Regions from separate parts of the Mus musculus genome. Here all the other regions are linked to region 1. Evidence: chromatin contacts called from public HiCAR-type, HiChIP or PLAC-seq and promoter capture Hi-C data. All regions are on one chromosome and are shown on one strand. Each heading gives the region's core, a stretch centred on a gene start, on an enhancer-like site or on the middle of the called end of the contact. The rest is flanking DNA. Distances are from core to core; before and after follow the strand shown. Region 1 holds the start of Pomk (protein-O-mannose kinase). Region 2 holds the start of Brf2 (BRF2, RNA polymerase III transcription initiation factor 50kDa subunit). Region 3 holds the start of Adgra2 (adhesion G protein-coupled receptor A2). Region 4 holds the start of Plpbp (pyridoxal phosphate binding protein). Region 5 holds the start of Erlin2 (ER lipid raft associated 2).

Region 1 (2,903 bases), core at 266-2,765:
CAGCATCACCTAATGTCACGTTTATTTGGTGTGTGTGTGTCCATGCGTGTGCATTTGGAGATCTAAGGATGACATGGTGAGAATCCTTCTCCCCTCCCCTAGGAGGGGTCCTAGGAAACTGAACTTAGATGGTCAGGCTTGGTGGCAAGCACGCTGACCTGCTGGCCATCTCTGTGGCCCCCTGCAGCATCATCACTTATTATAGCAAACTCTATATAACACACCTCCTGATTTTAGTCCTTTTGTAACAGGTTGCTTTGGAATTTATTTTATGTGGCTGGGTGTTCTGCGTGCTTATATGTCTGAGCACCACGTGTGTGCAGTGCCCTCAGAGGGCAGAAGCGGAGGAGGTCTAATCCTCTAGAACTCAGTTACAGGTGGTTGTGAGCTGCCAAGTGGATGCCAGGAACCCAGGTTCTCTGGAAGAGCAACCAATGCTCTTACCTACTGAGGGGGTCTCTCCAGCCCGTATCTGAGTCATTTTTAAGTGTTTATTTCAGTGGCATCCAATATATTCACATTATTTTACAACCATTACCTCCATCATCACCAGAAGTTTTAAAGCTTCACAAACTGAAACTATTCATTAAACAGTGTTCTTAATGGTGTTTTTTATATAATGCCTATAATTTATTTCTGAAATACTTGCTGTTATACATCCAGGTATATTTTCTACTATAAATAGCCCTGGTGCTGGAGAGATGGCCCCACAGAACCTGAGTTTAGTTCATATAGCATTGGTATCTGGGGGACCACAATTACCAGCAAGTCTATCTATCACTCCTGGCCTTTGAGTTCTCTGGCACACCACACACAAACGCATTTGTCAGTCTGAGAAGCAAAAGTTGCTTACAGGGATTCTTTGAAGGGAGTTTTGTCGGTTCCTCTAGTGCTTCCTAGATCAAGATTCTGGGTTCTTTAGCATGCTTAGAGTTTGGATAATAAACATAGATGGTTTTTGTTTTTACCCACACACTGTATGTTTTGATTTCAAATCTGGAAAATAAATCAGTTTAGAAGTAGATGATATGTCTGATTTTCCATTTCCCAACCTTACCCCTCCCATTTCACTTCCAGTACTAATACTAGTGTAGCACGCTGAGACCTTCCAGCCTTCGCATGACTTGAGGTTTGGCCCTGAAATCTGTGACGCGCAGCTTGGCGTCTCAGGCCAAAGCTCCAAAGTCACATAGTTTTCAAAGCCAGAGGCATTATCAGTGCACTGAGCCTCACTCTGCGATTTGCTCGTGTTGCTTTTCTGAGGATCACTCTTTGGCAGCCACCGCTTTGCAGAGAGTGTAGAGCTGTAGATCAGGAAGCAGCCCCTCTGAGGTCCCCAGTCCCAGGCTCAACCTTGCTGTTGCAGCCTGGCCTTCACCAGTTTGGCTAGAGGAAATGAGGACCAGGGTATGGATGACCGCGCCTACGCTGGCGCGGGCGTCCACTGTAAGGCAAGAGGCGGCCACCAGGAGGCAGCCTCACGCTCGTCTCCGACCGCTTCCGGCCGCGCAGGCGTCCTGGAATGCGAGCCGGATTTGGTGGTCGCCAGGTAGGCTCCGGGGCGTAGTGAAGCGGGACAGGGTTCTGTGGGGCCTTTCCAAGCCTGACCCTCCTGAGCCCCCGGACCCAATCCCAAAGTGGATCCTCTCATGGGGATCATGAAAACTAAACCGGGTACTGGTGCTGGCTCCTCCCGTGCTTACCGCGCACCCCTCCTCCGGGTGCACCATGCATTCCCTTTGGATGCTCACCACGCAACCCCTCTCCCGGTATCCATGGTATCCCAGTACCATGCACCGGGAGCTGCTATTGAACCATGTGAGCGGAGGCTGTCCGCCATGCTCTCGCTTTCTCTCCCCCTCTTTGTTAAAAACCAGTTTTAGACCTTTAGTAAATTTGATGCCCCCCGCCCCCACCTTCGCCTGTCCAAACTAAATAACATCCAGACTGTTTAAATAGTTATCGGGAAATGAAATTTAGTCTGAATTGGGTGACACCAGCTCCTTCTCGAATTGTGTAAAATATTCTGCATATTGGCAATTCATTTAGTTGACTTATTTCCCTTGACTAACCTAAGCAGTCGACATACAGCAGCTGGTCCTTTTTCACCGTTATCAAATAGCCTTGGTGTTTAAACAGTGCCGGAAGTTCCCGCTCTGCCGACCACACATACTCACTTCTTTAAGCTCTGGGCTGCCTGGGCGGTCCACAAGAAACAGGTGTGTTAATCGATTGCCAAGCAAAGAGGGTTCCGCATAGATCTGATAGTATGGATTCTAAGGCTGGAGAGATGGCTAGTGGCTAACAGCACTCGTTGCAGAGGACCTGGGTTCAATTCCCTAATAGCTCCCCACTGTCCATAATTTCCGTTTCAGGGAATCCAGCACTGTATTCTGACCTCCCTCGGCACCAGGCACACATAGCACATATTGTACAGTGTGCATGCAAGCGAACACTCCTGTGTATAAAATAAGTAGATTGAAAAATATGAATTCTGGGTTCCTGCAGCATTTTGTCAGTGTTGCTGGCCTTTCTTGCTATGGTCAGCTTTTAAAGGGGAAGGATTTTCTTGGGCTCAGCCGTGGGATTCTTTGCTTATGGCCTGTGGTCATTATGCTCGTCGTGGCGGGAGAGAGCGGTGGAAGAGAAAATTGAAGAGGGGAAGACCATGATGGGAGAGGTCATCTTACTTCCTGGCATCCTGGAAGCACAGAGACACAGGCTGAGGGCCCAGTGTCTCCTTCTAGGTCACGTGTTACTGACAGAAGCTTCCTTGTAGCAGACTCTGCCTCCTCGAGGTTCTGCTGCTGTCTGGTAGTGCCAACAGCTGGAGACCAAGTCTTTAATGAATGGGCCTTTGGAGGATGCTCACCCAGACCATAGGGGACTGAACATGCATATAT
Region 2 (2,903 bases), core at 281-2,780, 1.1 Mb before region 1:
AGATTGTTTTCCCCTTTTCTCTCTTAAAAAAAAATTAAGAGAGGGTCTAGCTAGCCCTAGCTGGCCAGGCACTCACTCTGTACATCAAATTGCCCTTGGACTCAAAGAAACCTGCCTGCCTCTGCCTTCTGAGTGTCAGAATTAAAGGCACGTGCCACGTGGATAGCTCAAAGTTCAAGGTTTTAAACATGTCTGAGTCGGCCTGTAGCTTCCAGTTTGCCAAAAGTTGAAGGGGAGAGAGGAGGTGTGTGTGTGTGTGTGTGTGTGTGTATGTGTGTGTTTGAAGGCCAGATGTAGTAGCAAATGTCTTTAATCCTAGCACTCAGAAGGTAGAGAGAGGCAGATTTCTGTGAGTTTAAGACTATCCTGGTATATATAATGAGTTCCAAGACAGCCAGAGATATACAGTGACTCTTGTCTTAAAGTACAAAACAAAACAAAACACCCAAATCAAACCAACAATAAAATCCGACAATTTAAAATGCATTCTTACCAACTCCTAGCCTCCATCAATTCAGAAGATAGCATCTGAAACCCATGGAAAGGGTTTCCCCATATTCTGTAATGTTATTACCAGTGGTCCCTATCGTATGATATATGGCTCTCTTTGTTCTAAATCTAATGCAATCTTCATGTAACCACTTAACAGTTCTATGTGTTATTTGGAGAAACTTGTATCTATCTGTTCCTGGGCTCAAGTCCTCCTTTTTGGCTCTAGCATAAACTCTTGTACATCCTCTTTGAGGAGAGAACTATGGTTTTTCATGCTATTCTCTGAAGATATTTAAATCTACCACTCAAGATTTTAGTTCATCTTATTGTATTTATTTAGAGACATGTTCTTATTAAGTTGCTCTGACTGGACTGAACTCATTATGTACACCAGGCTTGGCTCAATCTCTACCTCCTAAATGCTAGGATTAAAGAAATATGTTGGAAAACAACAACAACAAGAGAGACTTTGAAAGAGAGACGGCAACTTAGTGTGGGGAGGTCCGTAGAGTACAACACAATTTACTGCTCTCTCACTGCAGAGTGATCTATTTTCTACTACGGTCAAACTTAACGTTCCTTACTACATAGAAAGGAAAAAACTGGTTCCACTTTTTTGAAGGGAGTTAAATCAGGCATGGTAATACAAGCCTGTAATCCCAGCATGTAGTAGGCAGAGGCAGGAGGATCAGTATTTTAGGTCAGCCTGGGCTACATAAGCATGATAGGCTAAAAAATAAATTATAAATTGGATAATATATTTTAAAAAATAGTGTTTTGCAGACAACAATTCCACATCTGTGGTTTGTGTCAACTCCCCACGTGGCCTAACCACAAAAACCCAGAGAGCCTGAGAAACAGTTAAATCCAGGAACCTCCCTTTCTAACTCAGGTTTCTACCCGAGTCCACAGAAGGGATCGGAAGTGGCGTACTGCCGAGGGGAGGAGCAAACTGCCAGCCGATTGGCCAGCTGGCCGGAGGAGGATGGTGCATCCGGAATAAGCGCCCCTCCACTTTATTGCCGCTGCCCAGTTACAAGTTCTCTGGGAGTTTGTGCCTGACGGCGGTACCGCAGCCCTGGACCGACCGACGAGATGCCGAACGGAAGCCGCTGCCCGGATTGCGGCTCCTCCGAGCTCGTGGAAGATTCGCATTATTCTCAGAGCCAGCTGGTGTGCTCCGACTGCGGCTGCGTGGTCACCGAAGGGGTCCTAACTACCACCTTTAGCGACGAGGGCAACTTCAGGGGTACTGGTCTTGAACCCGGGGATCGCCAGCCTTGGGCGGTGGAGTCCTTAAACCCAGCTCCCTCTTTCCAGCCTCCTCCCTTTCTTGGCCATGCGCACAGTTAAATGTGAGAGAATTGGGCTTAAGTAAACAGATGAGCTGGAGGAGGGTGCGATCCATCTGATTTCCCAGTACCTACAACGGTGTCTGGCATTGGGTGGGTATATTGGTTGGTGAATGAACGAAACGATAAAGGTTTCATTCGTCTTGTCAGACCTAGTCAGTGTTGAAGGAGTGCCGGTAAATTATTTGAAAATAACAACACGAACCATCATCTCCTAGCAGGTTTTAGCACTAATTGGCAACTTGCTCTCCTCTGCGTTCCACGCCATTGCTCTAGTACAGCGGTTCTCAACCGGTGGGTGGTGACCGCCGTGGTGTCCACAGAATCTTTCACAGGAGTCCCCTAAGACCATCCTGCATATAGGCGGTTTACATTATGATTCATAATGCAATTCATAATTCTCTTTTTTTTCTGTAGCTAATGCAATCTTCGTGTAACCATTACAAAATTACAGTTATGAAGTAGCAACGAAAATAATGTTAAGGTTGGGGGTCACCACAACGTGAGGAACTGTATTAAAGGGTGGCAGCATTAGGAAGGTTGAGAACCACTGCTCTAGCCCTTGGCTAATGCAGCCCTCAAAAGTGAATGTATCAGAGAAATTATTGGAAAATCAGAATTGCCAGTGCAGCTTTTAAAAATACAGTTCTGTCCTATTACTTTTACATAGATGGGTATCTTCTCTGAGGTAGAAGTAGATACACAGTCATTTGAAATCTCCCTGGCCTTATGCAGTCAGAGGGCAAGGAGGAGGTGAACGAAGGCCAGCTGGGTAATTTGTTGTTTGCTATTTTACAGAAGTGACATATTCTCGAAGCACTGGGGAAAACGAACAAGTTAGTCGCTGCCAGCAACGAGGTGAGAATCAAACTTTTTTCCCCCTTAAATTTCAGCTTTGCTTTTATTTATGTCACTGTTTAATGTTTTGATATTATGTGTATGGGTGTTCTTACTGCATGTATGTGTGTGTGTGCAGCATGTGCATGCCTGGTGCCCATGGAGTTAGAAGAGGGGGTTGGATCATCTGGAATTGCAGTTATAGATGGTCGTGAGCAGCCC
Region 3 (2,903 bases), core at 114-2,613, 1.1 Mb before region 1:
GTACAATCATGAAACCAGCCCCAGCCCTGGGCGAGGGGTGGTTTGGAGAAAAGGTTCTCTCCAGGGTCAGGATGACAGGGAAGGGGAAGCGGCTTTTAGGCTAGATCCTGAACAGGAAAGCAAGGAGCCGCCGCCGGGGCACGACCCTTAAACCACGTCGCGTGGAACTTGGAGCATATGGTCAGCTCAGGAAACCGCTGGGGTGCGGGAAGCTCTCCGAGTGCGGTTGCCGGGACTTAAGACTCGGGTTAAAGAGCATAGGTGCTCGCGGGCCAGGAAAGCAAGGGTTTAATCAGGCCCCGATTTGAAGGGAGAACTATGGAAGGAGGCCGGGAGGCACGTGCCTCCCTTCAGTCAGGTTTTCCTACCAAATCGTTGAGTAATTAAGTTAATCGATAAACAGCCAAACTATATGCGCAATGGGAGAGAGCCCAAGAGGAGATGGGGCACGGGGTCAGATCAGAAGCGCCTGCATTCCAAGGACAGGCTTAGCGGTCTCAGGCTCCCCTGCCCAAGAAGCCGGGCTGGGAGCAGAGCTCAGCAGGCCCGGGGCGGGGCACCGCAGACTGGGTTATCCCAGTTAGAGGAACCAGGCTAGCTAGCTGAAACCAGCAGGCTCCCTGTCATGCGGGCTCCGAAGCCTCAAAGGTGGTGAGGACCACAGCCACCTAATGGGTCCCTGACACCGATCCCACTCTCACCCAGCTCAGGGCCTCGTAAGGCTGCAACACTAGCCAATCTGGGACAAGGGACACGGAGTGGTCCCTCCACCGTCCACACGCACTTCACCTGTGCAGGTGAGCAGGCTTCCGCGATGCCTCTCGCTCTGGGGCCATACCGGGGTTTCTCTGATCCTAGAACTTCGAGTTTCCCGGTTGTCGCCTGGACTCAGACTTTCCCCAGGCTCTCAAGTGGCAAGATCGTCGCCCCCCCCCCCCCCCCCACTTAAGTCCCACTAATTGACCATACCCGGCACAAACTAAGGTACTCACAAGGTGATGGTGCCGTTTGGCAGAAGGCCGGGATCTGGAGGTTCGGGGAGATCCCCACCGCCGCACACCACCCTCCTTCGAGCCGGGTTGTGGGCGCCGCCACTTAGTCCCTTGGGCCGCTCCCCAGAGCACTTGCAACCGCGGATAGGGACCGGGCAGCCAGGCGCACCCCGAGTTCCAGGAGCCAGGAGCAGAAGACAAGGCAGCAGCGGCAGCAGCAGCAAACGCGCGGGAGGCACCGGCATCCTGCGTCCCCCCGCGCCCATCAACCCATCGCCCCGCGGGGACCTACAGCGCAGGGGCCGGACGGCTCGCCGGCCGGAGGGACCCGGGCGTGCGGGAGGAGTGCTCAGCGGGAGTCCCGGGCGCCCGAGGGCGGGGCGGGGGGCCATGGGCGGAGGCAAGCCTCGGGGTCCCCGCTGCTGCGCTCCGGGGGCATGGCTTGCGAGCACCCGGGCCGGGAGGGACGCGGGCGCCGCTGACAGCGCAGCGCGGGTGGCCCCCGGCGGCGCGGCCGGAGTCTCAGCGCAGCGCTCCGAGCCGACGGAAGCTTGGTCCCTGCGCGTGGCCGGCTCGCCCTGCGCGCGGCTGAGACCTAGCGGATCGTGCCGGGCTCCTGTTGCTGCCGCCGCCGCTGCCGCAGCTCCGTGCCATGGATGGGGGCAGCTAGGCGCCGCTCAGCTCCCGCCGCCAGCCCCCGCCCGCCTCCATCACCGCCTCGTCACTCTGCGAGGCCCTAGCGCCGCCTGATACCCTGCCAGGCGGCTGCCCTCCTTCAAGTGCAAGCCTAGAAGACAGCTTGAGCAGACACCCACTCCTATACCCCATCACCTACCCTGAACCAAGACTGTTGTCCTGTCACGACTCTTTCTACTAGCCAGGACTTTCTCTCTCTACCGCCCAGCTCAGACTTGTAAGGCAACCATCACTTTCCACAAAAAAAAAACGCTCTCTCATCCAGCCTACACCCCTCTTTCTAGGACTTTCGTTGAAGTTCTGGTTTGGCCTGGGAAGTCTGGTGCTCCGGGTTAAGGGGTTGAACTTAGCTCAGGATCTAAGGTTTCTCTTTGGCCCCTGTCGCGATGAGCCGATCTATAAGTTGACTCTCACAGTCCTGTTCCCACCCCTCAGACTTGGATTGAAGCCACAGCAGGAGGGCACAAGACTGAGACAAGGAGGCCATAGATCTTACCCTGTGAGCATTGACCTTGCCCAGCGGGAGGTGCATGTCATTAGGCCAAGGAGAGGTCAAAGGTTAAGGCAGACACTGCCAAAGCTATCCTCCTGTTAACACTGTGTGTGTGTGTGTGTGTGTGTGTGTGTGTGTGTGTGTGTTGGGGCAGGGCAGTAAATGAGTAAGGGGAAAATAAGAGAAGGCCCAGGGATCTATATTAGGGTGTGGGCAGACTCTACCACCAGCCAGGGTATCGCAGTATAGGTTTCAGCCCCCCTCCATGTCTTTTATTAGCTGTTTGACTTGACACAGCATGTAACACCTAGGGGTGTGTAGTCTATTGAGCCTTGCTTGTAAACCGTGGCCAGAGAAGGAGGAAGAAGGGCCAGTCCTAGGTAGGATCTGGCTTTTGACCACTGGGGAGTCAAAGTGCCTATGGACATGACCTCAAAAAAGCAACAGTAACAATGACCAACAGCTAATGCCTGTGGGTGTTAGAGGTGCTGCAGTGCCAACTGAAAAGAAGGTTGGGGTTAGAGGACCCAGGATGCTGCCTCCCAGTTTCCCCAGAAACCATCACTTTTTTTTTTTTTAAATCACTCAGTAGAACCTTTATTGCTATGTAGCGGGAGAACTTCAGGATTGGGGCAGAACCCCTCCTGCTCATGACCCTCCTGTGCCAACAGAGTAACCCCACCTTGGTCCTACTGAGGTGCTCAGTGCCTTTTCTGCCACTG
Region 4 (2,903 bases), core at 153-2,652, 1.0 Mb before region 1:
GAAGGGAAGGCAACATCCTGTTTAGCAGGGAGGTCACTTCTGGCTTCTGATACACGAAGGTAAATAGTTTAGAAACTCATTTTGGTCCTGATGTAATTATTAATAACGCTTCCACTCACCCTGGAAGAGGCTCAATTGAGATAAAGACATACACTGCCTTGTTCAGTCTATGAATCAACCAACAGTCAGCAGAGTTGACAACGAGACACCCACAACTCAGTGTTCAGGATTAGATTCACGCAAAGTCTCCTCACATCCATTACATAAAATGAAGGGTTTCCCTGCTTTCCTTACGTCTACCCCACCGTTTCTGAGACTGTCACAGAACCACAGTGCTCTCAAGGACTTGGAGACGTCACATCAATTACCACACGGTCTCCTGCTGCCTCCTTCTGAGGGACTGACTGTGTCTAATTCCTAGTGTGATGATGAACTAACTGGAGGCTTCCAGAGACAAATCGGTCAAGCAGGCCTAACTCCCGAGGCGGGCTGCATTAGGGAAATCCCGAGAACTCCGGTACCAGGAAGGTGGTAGGAACTCCCAAGGCTCTCTTAATTTCCTTCCCCTGTGAGGAACCCTAGCTAGGGCTAGAGTAGTTAACTGGACATGCCCAGACATCAGGTAAGAGAAGACTATGTTAATTCAGCCTTCGGTTTTCAGGCATCATTTTGAAATCTCAGACCATGAACACTAGATCAGAAAGGAAAGGTGTTTGATTTTTTTTTTTTTTCTGTCTCACTTCACATAACGTAGCTTAATTTGCATGGAGAAAAGCAGATACTGGCACCGGTCTAGAAGTCCAATGGGGGACATAACAACCATACGAAAATAACAAACGCTTGTGACAGGGCACCTGACAGCTCCCGCCCGCTCTGTGTGTGTCAAGTTCACGCGCAGCTAGACCACGGCTCGCGGCCGCCGCAACGCACGTGATCGCGGGTGGACACGGCCCTCCCAGGGCTCTAGTACCGTGGTGACGAATGGCGTGGTGGTACCGAGGGCAATGACGAATGGCGAGACGCCTGGATACGAGTCACTTGCCCTAAATGAACACCTTTCTCCAACCAAGCCAACCTCCCGGCAAGTCCCGATCCTCAAGGCCAGACCGACCGCCATGGAAACCCAGCGATCCCCTCTGCAGCCCCCGCCCCTCCGGGAGCCCCTTCTGCGTCACCGTGACACCTCGTCCCACGTAGGTGTCCCCCTTCCAGCCCTCCCCAGTGCCCTTCCGCCGGTCCTCACCCGCGGCCGCCGCGCCACACTCTGCTGGACTCGCTCGTTCACGGCCCGCAGCGCGAACCCGACTCCCAGCTCCGCCGTCATGCTGCCACCTCTCAACATTCCCAAGAGGATGCCCGGAGGACCCGCGACTCACCGAGCCCACCTTCCGGTCCCGCCCCCTTCCTGAGAGGTCCAATCGCCGCTCACCATCCAGCCACTTCCCCAGCGGAGGTTGGCCACCCAGGCGGGCGCCATCTTGGGGAAGGCGGAGGTTACCCGGACTGAAAGCCTCCTAGGGAGTTCAAGGGCTGGGCGGGCCGGTATAAACCAAGACATTAAAGTAACTTTCATTCATCCGTTCCGTTCCTTTCCTTTTTCCTTTCTTCTTTTCCTTTCCCTTCCCTCCCCTCTCCTTCCCATTTTTAAATTTCTTTCGAGACAGGGCTTCTCTGTGTCCTGGCTGTCCTGGAACTCATTCTCTAGATCAGGGTGGCCTTGAAATCCCAAGTGCTGGGTCTAAAGGCGTGTGCCACCACTGCCCAGCTATTATTTCTTTTTTAAAATATTTATTTTATGTGCGTTGATTTGTTTTGTCCTCATGTATGTATGTGCATGCACCGTCGTATCTGTGGTGCCATGGCCAGGAGAGTTTTGGATCTCGACCTGATGGTTGTGAGCCATCATGTGTGCTGGGGACAGAATTCTGGTCCTTTGCAAGAGCAACAGGTGCACTTGACTACTGATCCATCTCTCCAGCCCCCTTTTAATTTAAATATTTTTATTTATATTTTTGTTGTGTGGGTGTTTCCCCTGAACGTTAAGTCTGTGAACTGCCACAGAGGTCAGAGGAGGGCATAGAACTCTCTGGAACTGATGAGTGGATAGATGGGTGCTGGGTTCTGAACCTCTATAAGAGCAGTAAGTGCTCTCTCTCCATTCCCAGACTTTAGGAGTAATGATATTGAAGGTAAATGCCTCTTCATATACTGCTGTCACCACAGTGAAAAAAACCCCAAAACCTGAAAGGGCCCAGAAGGCTGTTACAGAGTGAGCCTAATGAGAAGCTGGCTGTGGAGCTGCAGTTGGGAAGTACTAGTCAGGAATAAGTGGGTCAAGTTTAAAGGGTTCGTGAAGGCTGGGATGGACGTGAAGTCAAAGAGATGCTCTGCTTCAAAAAATTGAAGGTGATAAGACAGGTCAGGGGTCAGAGGCGCTTGCTGTCCAAAGTCATATGGTGGAAGGAGAAAGCAGACTCCTGCAGATCTCCACATGAATGCCAGGGTGTCTGAGCATGTGCGCATGCACAAGGATGTATACATACATATGTACACAGATGTAAAAATGAGACCTATAAATACTACAGATTTAGGGTGGGGCCTCTATCTATCTATCTATCTATCTATCTATCTATCTATCTATCTATCTACCTACCTACCTACCTACCTACCTACCTACCTATCTGCACATATACATAAACACACACAGAACCTACTACTACTGTTTTGCTAAATGGACATGGCAGCAAACTGTCTTCAGAATATTTATATCCACAGGTTAGTGCTGACCTCAGCCTTGGATAAAGAAGCTGTTTGTGTTACAATGGATAATGATTAACAGAGTCACAACTGGTCAAAGTGCTCAAAATAAATGACTATTGAACCCTATCAGAGCATCTGTGCTA
Region 5 (2,903 bases), core at 296-2,795, 1.0 Mb before region 1:
AAAGAGAAAACTATGTCAAGAGATGATCTTGGAAGAGCAATGGTTCCTTCAGATTTTGCTTTTAAACCCACAAATTCATATCAGCAGCACCTTAAAATACTAAAGGCAGTTTTAAGTTTATAGACTTAAATAAAGACACGCGTGCACCTTATAAGCGGTGAGGGAGCCATCTGTCTCTGCCTTACCTGTAATATACTCCAATATGTCCCTCTTCTATCTTGTGCACAGCTGAGAAGAGAGATGCACAAAAGAAACTGGAAGCCACGGCCACAACAGCTCCCAACTGAGCCATCAGTGAACCTGTATCCTAGAGAGAAGATATGGGACAATGTGTAGCCTGACGTACAGGAGAGCCACCAAGCTGAAGCTCACGTAAAGTGATTCTGGGGCAGCCTGCTGTAACACACACACACTACTTGCCAGATCTACAACTCACTGTGTCCTTGTTCTCAGTCAACATTCCGTTCCTTAACTGTGGAAGTATAATTCCCATTGAAGCAAGGGGGCATTAGCTCCAGAAACAGCTATACCTAAGAGAGATTTGGTGCCATTTGGGCAAGGTTCAAAACACAGCCTTCTCTCCCCTTCACGTTAACATGTTGTCAACAGAGCCATTTATACTTGTAAGGAAGAGAGGCAGCTGCAGGGTGCTGGCCCAAATTACAGAGGATGTCAAATGACAGGCAGCTGTGGCTATGTATTTCTGGTCAGAGCCTCCTACTTCTAATTGCCTGCCATTTCGAAGGAAACCACCAGTCATTCCCTTAGGACCCTGAGGGGGGGAAGAGAGAGAGGGAGGGAGGGAGAGAGAGAAGAGCAAGCAACTGAGTTCCGACGTAGGATTCTCTCTCTGATCTGTCCTCCACCTTCTCTGTTGTTCCTTTGGACTTAAACGGGACAGATCTCTATGTAAAACTGTAACACATTCTCCCATATCCTTTGCCCCCGCAAGCCCCATGGTTATAGGAAACTGGAAATGTCTCAGGCTGGAGACTCTGGACTACTCCGAAGTGAGGGTGGGGTGGGGTGGGGTGGGATGTCCCCAAATGTCCAGGGTCCCAGATGCCACAGAGTTACATGTAGACACTCATTTCCTGAACCCTGAAGGATCTGGAAAACACTACAGTGACGGACGTGCACACCGGGCACAGGGCACGGAGTCCACCTCTCAGGTCTGACTAATTTACTTATTTTTTACCGTAGCGGCCTTCAGCTACCGAGCAGCAGGAGTGTCCTCTCTGCAAATGTCCTCACTACCACCCCAAAGCCACCTCTTGCCCTTTCCCCGCCCTCCTCCGCGAGGCAGACACGGCCGAGAGCTTCCGCTCGGACCCGTGGGCAGGGGACTGGACTCCCGGGTGGGCGAGCTGAGGGGGCTCAGGACGTCAGCTCCAGCCGCGCCCACCCCCCGAGCCTCAGCGATGCCGAGCGTGCACGGAGGGGCGGCGGCCGCGTACCAGGCTGTCCCTCCAGGCGCTCCGTACACAGCCGAACCCCCGTGCAACCGTAGAAACCGCCACACCCCTCAGCACCCTACTTCCTTCCGGGCCAGTCGCTTCGATGACGCCATCAGTCCGCGCGCGCGCAAAAAATAAAAAAAATAAATAAATAAAAAGAAGACCCCGCCCACACCACACCCCTGTGCTCGTCCGGCCGCTCCGCCCCCTCGCGCTGCGAGCCGCAGTGTTCGGCGGTGGCGCCAGGGGACGCTCGCGAGCTGGCACACTGGCTGCGCACCTAGGCTTGCGGGTTTTAGGATGCCCAGGGCTGGCAGAGCGGGCTCCGGACACCAAGGCTCTGGTATCACCTTCCGAGGCGCTGGCTTCGGAGGTTGCTAGAGATTCTCCTTCGCTTCAAGTCCGAGCTGGATTTCTTTTCTTCTTCCGGAGCCGGGATCAATGCGATGCAGCGTTCTTGTCCTTCTGCTCGCTTCTTTTCCTGCTGCATTAGCCGAAGGAAACTTTCAAAGGTGCAGATTATGACGTCGCCAGTCAACAGTCCTACTCTGAGTTGCCCTTTATACTTTTCTGAGAGCTTTGTTTGGCCTTGAGGTCCCCACAGCAACATAAAGTAATTAACAAGGAATTATTGTTCCGATTTTTAATGAACGGATTCTGAAATCTGTGAGTGCTGAGGTCAACAGCAGTTGTTGAAAACTTAGCATTTCCTTAATAGTTCGGGCTTCCTGTCTTGCTTAACACATGCCATGGTGAGCTTTTGTCTGTCATCTGCACCCCCCCCCCCCCGGGGGGGTATAGCAGACCAGGAAGAAAACGTTTTTCCTAGCCTAAAGCCCTCACATGACCTCACCCTGCCATAGCGTTACCTTTGGACATTCATACTGGGCCTTTTCTCCGTTTTGTCCTGGGGCTGGAACTAAGGGCTTTATGGCTGTCCTCTATCCCCAATCTGCTTCTTTAGCAGGAAATTTCTAAACCGGCCACTGCAGTCATTTTGTTTGCAGGCCAGGAAGTGCCCACTTTAACTCCTGCTTTTAGTACATGAAAAGGCTTTTCCGTACAGTAGATGGCCAGTGGTCAATGTCCGACGATTTTAGGACTCAGGAAAAGAAGAGTAAAGGAACCCCTTTGTCTTCTCCCAAAAGCCAAGGCACTGAAACTGAATTCAAAGTTCCGGGAAGCCAGATGTTTGGTGACAGCAGAAGAAAAGCAGCTGCCCCCAATCCCAGACACCCAGTGGCTGCAGAAGAAGACAACAGACCAAGTAGTTTCAAAACAGCTTGTCTAAGGGACCCAGCAAACTCCCCATTCTGCCCCTAAAGATCCCCCTCCCACTTCCCGATTCTTAGCTACAAAACCTGAGGCTTGAAGCATGTGACCTGCCTTCTCCTGGACTCTGGTTCCTGAGTGACTGGGTCCTGTGCCCTGGTCAGAGTGTGGTCC

What was found. Promoter capture Hi-C pulls out the DNA fragments that hold promoters and counts their contacts. HiCAR-type assays count read pairs that join an accessible place to other places. HiChIP or PLAC-seq counts read pairs in DNA pulled down with a chosen protein or histone mark.
Region 2: a promoter capture Hi-C map of the 3T3-L1 cell line shows a contact between it and region 1, with 2.6 times the contacts expected there. The contact joins the promoter of Brf2 here to the promoter of Pomk in region 1. A contact is called at or near these places in 4 of 39 promoter capture datasets (the 3T3-L1 cell line, hippocampal neurons, liver and 1 more).
Region 3: a contact with region 1 is called in an H3K27ac HiChIP or PLAC-seq map of embryonic stem cells, with 4 times the contacts expected there. The contact joins the promoter of Adgra2 here to the promoter of Pomk in region 1. A contact is called at or near these places in 1 of 39 promoter capture datasets (embryonic stem cells), 1 of 115 datasets of contacts at active chromatin or transcription factors (embryonic stem cells) and 1 of 9 other capture datasets (adipose tissue).
Region 4: a HiCAR-type map of astrocytes shows a contact between it and region 1, with 5 times the contacts expected there. The contact joins the promoter of Plpbp here to the promoter of Pomk in region 1. A contact is called at or near these places in 16 of 39 promoter capture datasets (the 3T3-L1 cell line, 3T3-L1-derived adipocytes, the C10 cell line and 10 more), 3 of 484 Hi-C or Micro-C datasets (cerebral cortex, cortical neurons and myeloid progenitors), 3 of 115 datasets of contacts at active chromatin or transcription factors (astrocytes, extraembryonic endoderm stem cells and pro-B cells) and 2 of 9 other capture datasets (adipose tissue and liver).
Region 5: a contact with region 1 is called in a HiCAR-type map of astrocytes, with 5 times the contacts expected there. The contact joins the promoter of Erlin2 here to the promoter of Pomk in region 1. A contact is called at or near these places in 18 of 39 promoter capture datasets (the 3T3-L1 cell line, 3T3-L1-derived adipocytes, the C10 cell line and 11 more), 1 of 15 datasets of contacts at CTCF or cohesin (large pre-B cells), 1 of 484 Hi-C or Micro-C datasets (myeloid progenitors), 8 of 115 datasets of contacts at active chromatin or transcription factors (astrocytes, bone marrow-derived macrophages, embryonic stem cells and 3 more) and 1 of 9 other capture datasets (embryonic stem cells).

The regions. Positions count from the first base shown.
Region 1 is chr8:25,992,733-25,995,635 of GRCm38.p6, reverse strand. It overlaps Pomk (protein-O-mannose kinase), which reads left to right and starts at 1,515. Exons shown (of 5, transcript NM_029037.4): 1 at 1,515-1,549. Gm31402 (a long non-coding RNA gene) reads right to left here and starts at 2,342. Exons shown (of 2, transcript XR_378826.3): 1 at 2,073-2,342.
Region 2 is chr8:27,127,259-27,130,161 of GRCm38.p6, reverse strand. It overlaps Brf2 (BRF2, RNA polymerase III transcription initiation factor 50kDa subunit), which reads left to right and starts at 1,530. Exons shown (of 4, transcript NM_025686.2): 1 at 1,530-1,741; 2 at 2,643-2,702. The coding sequence starts at 1,588.
Region 3 is chr8:27,084,301-27,087,203 of GRCm38.p6, reverse strand. Adgra2 (adhesion G protein-coupled receptor A2) reads right to left here and starts at 1,363. Exons shown (of 19, transcript NM_054044.2): 1 at 993-1,363. The coding sequence starts at 1,258. It overlaps Gm39151 (a long non-coding RNA gene), which reads left to right. Exons shown (of 3, transcript XR_870285.3): 3 at 1-935.
Region 4 is chr8:27,041,054-27,043,956 of GRCm38.p6, reverse strand. Plpbp (pyridoxal phosphate binding protein) reads right to left here and starts at 1,402. Exons shown (of 8, transcript NM_054057.4): 1 at 1,244-1,402. The coding sequence starts at 1,342.
Region 5 is chr8:27,022,461-27,025,363 of GRCm38.p6, reverse strand. Erlin2 (ER lipid raft associated 2) reads right to left here and starts at 1,545. Exons shown (of 12, transcript NM_153592.3): 1 at 1,458-1,545; 2 at 186-307. The coding sequence starts at 292.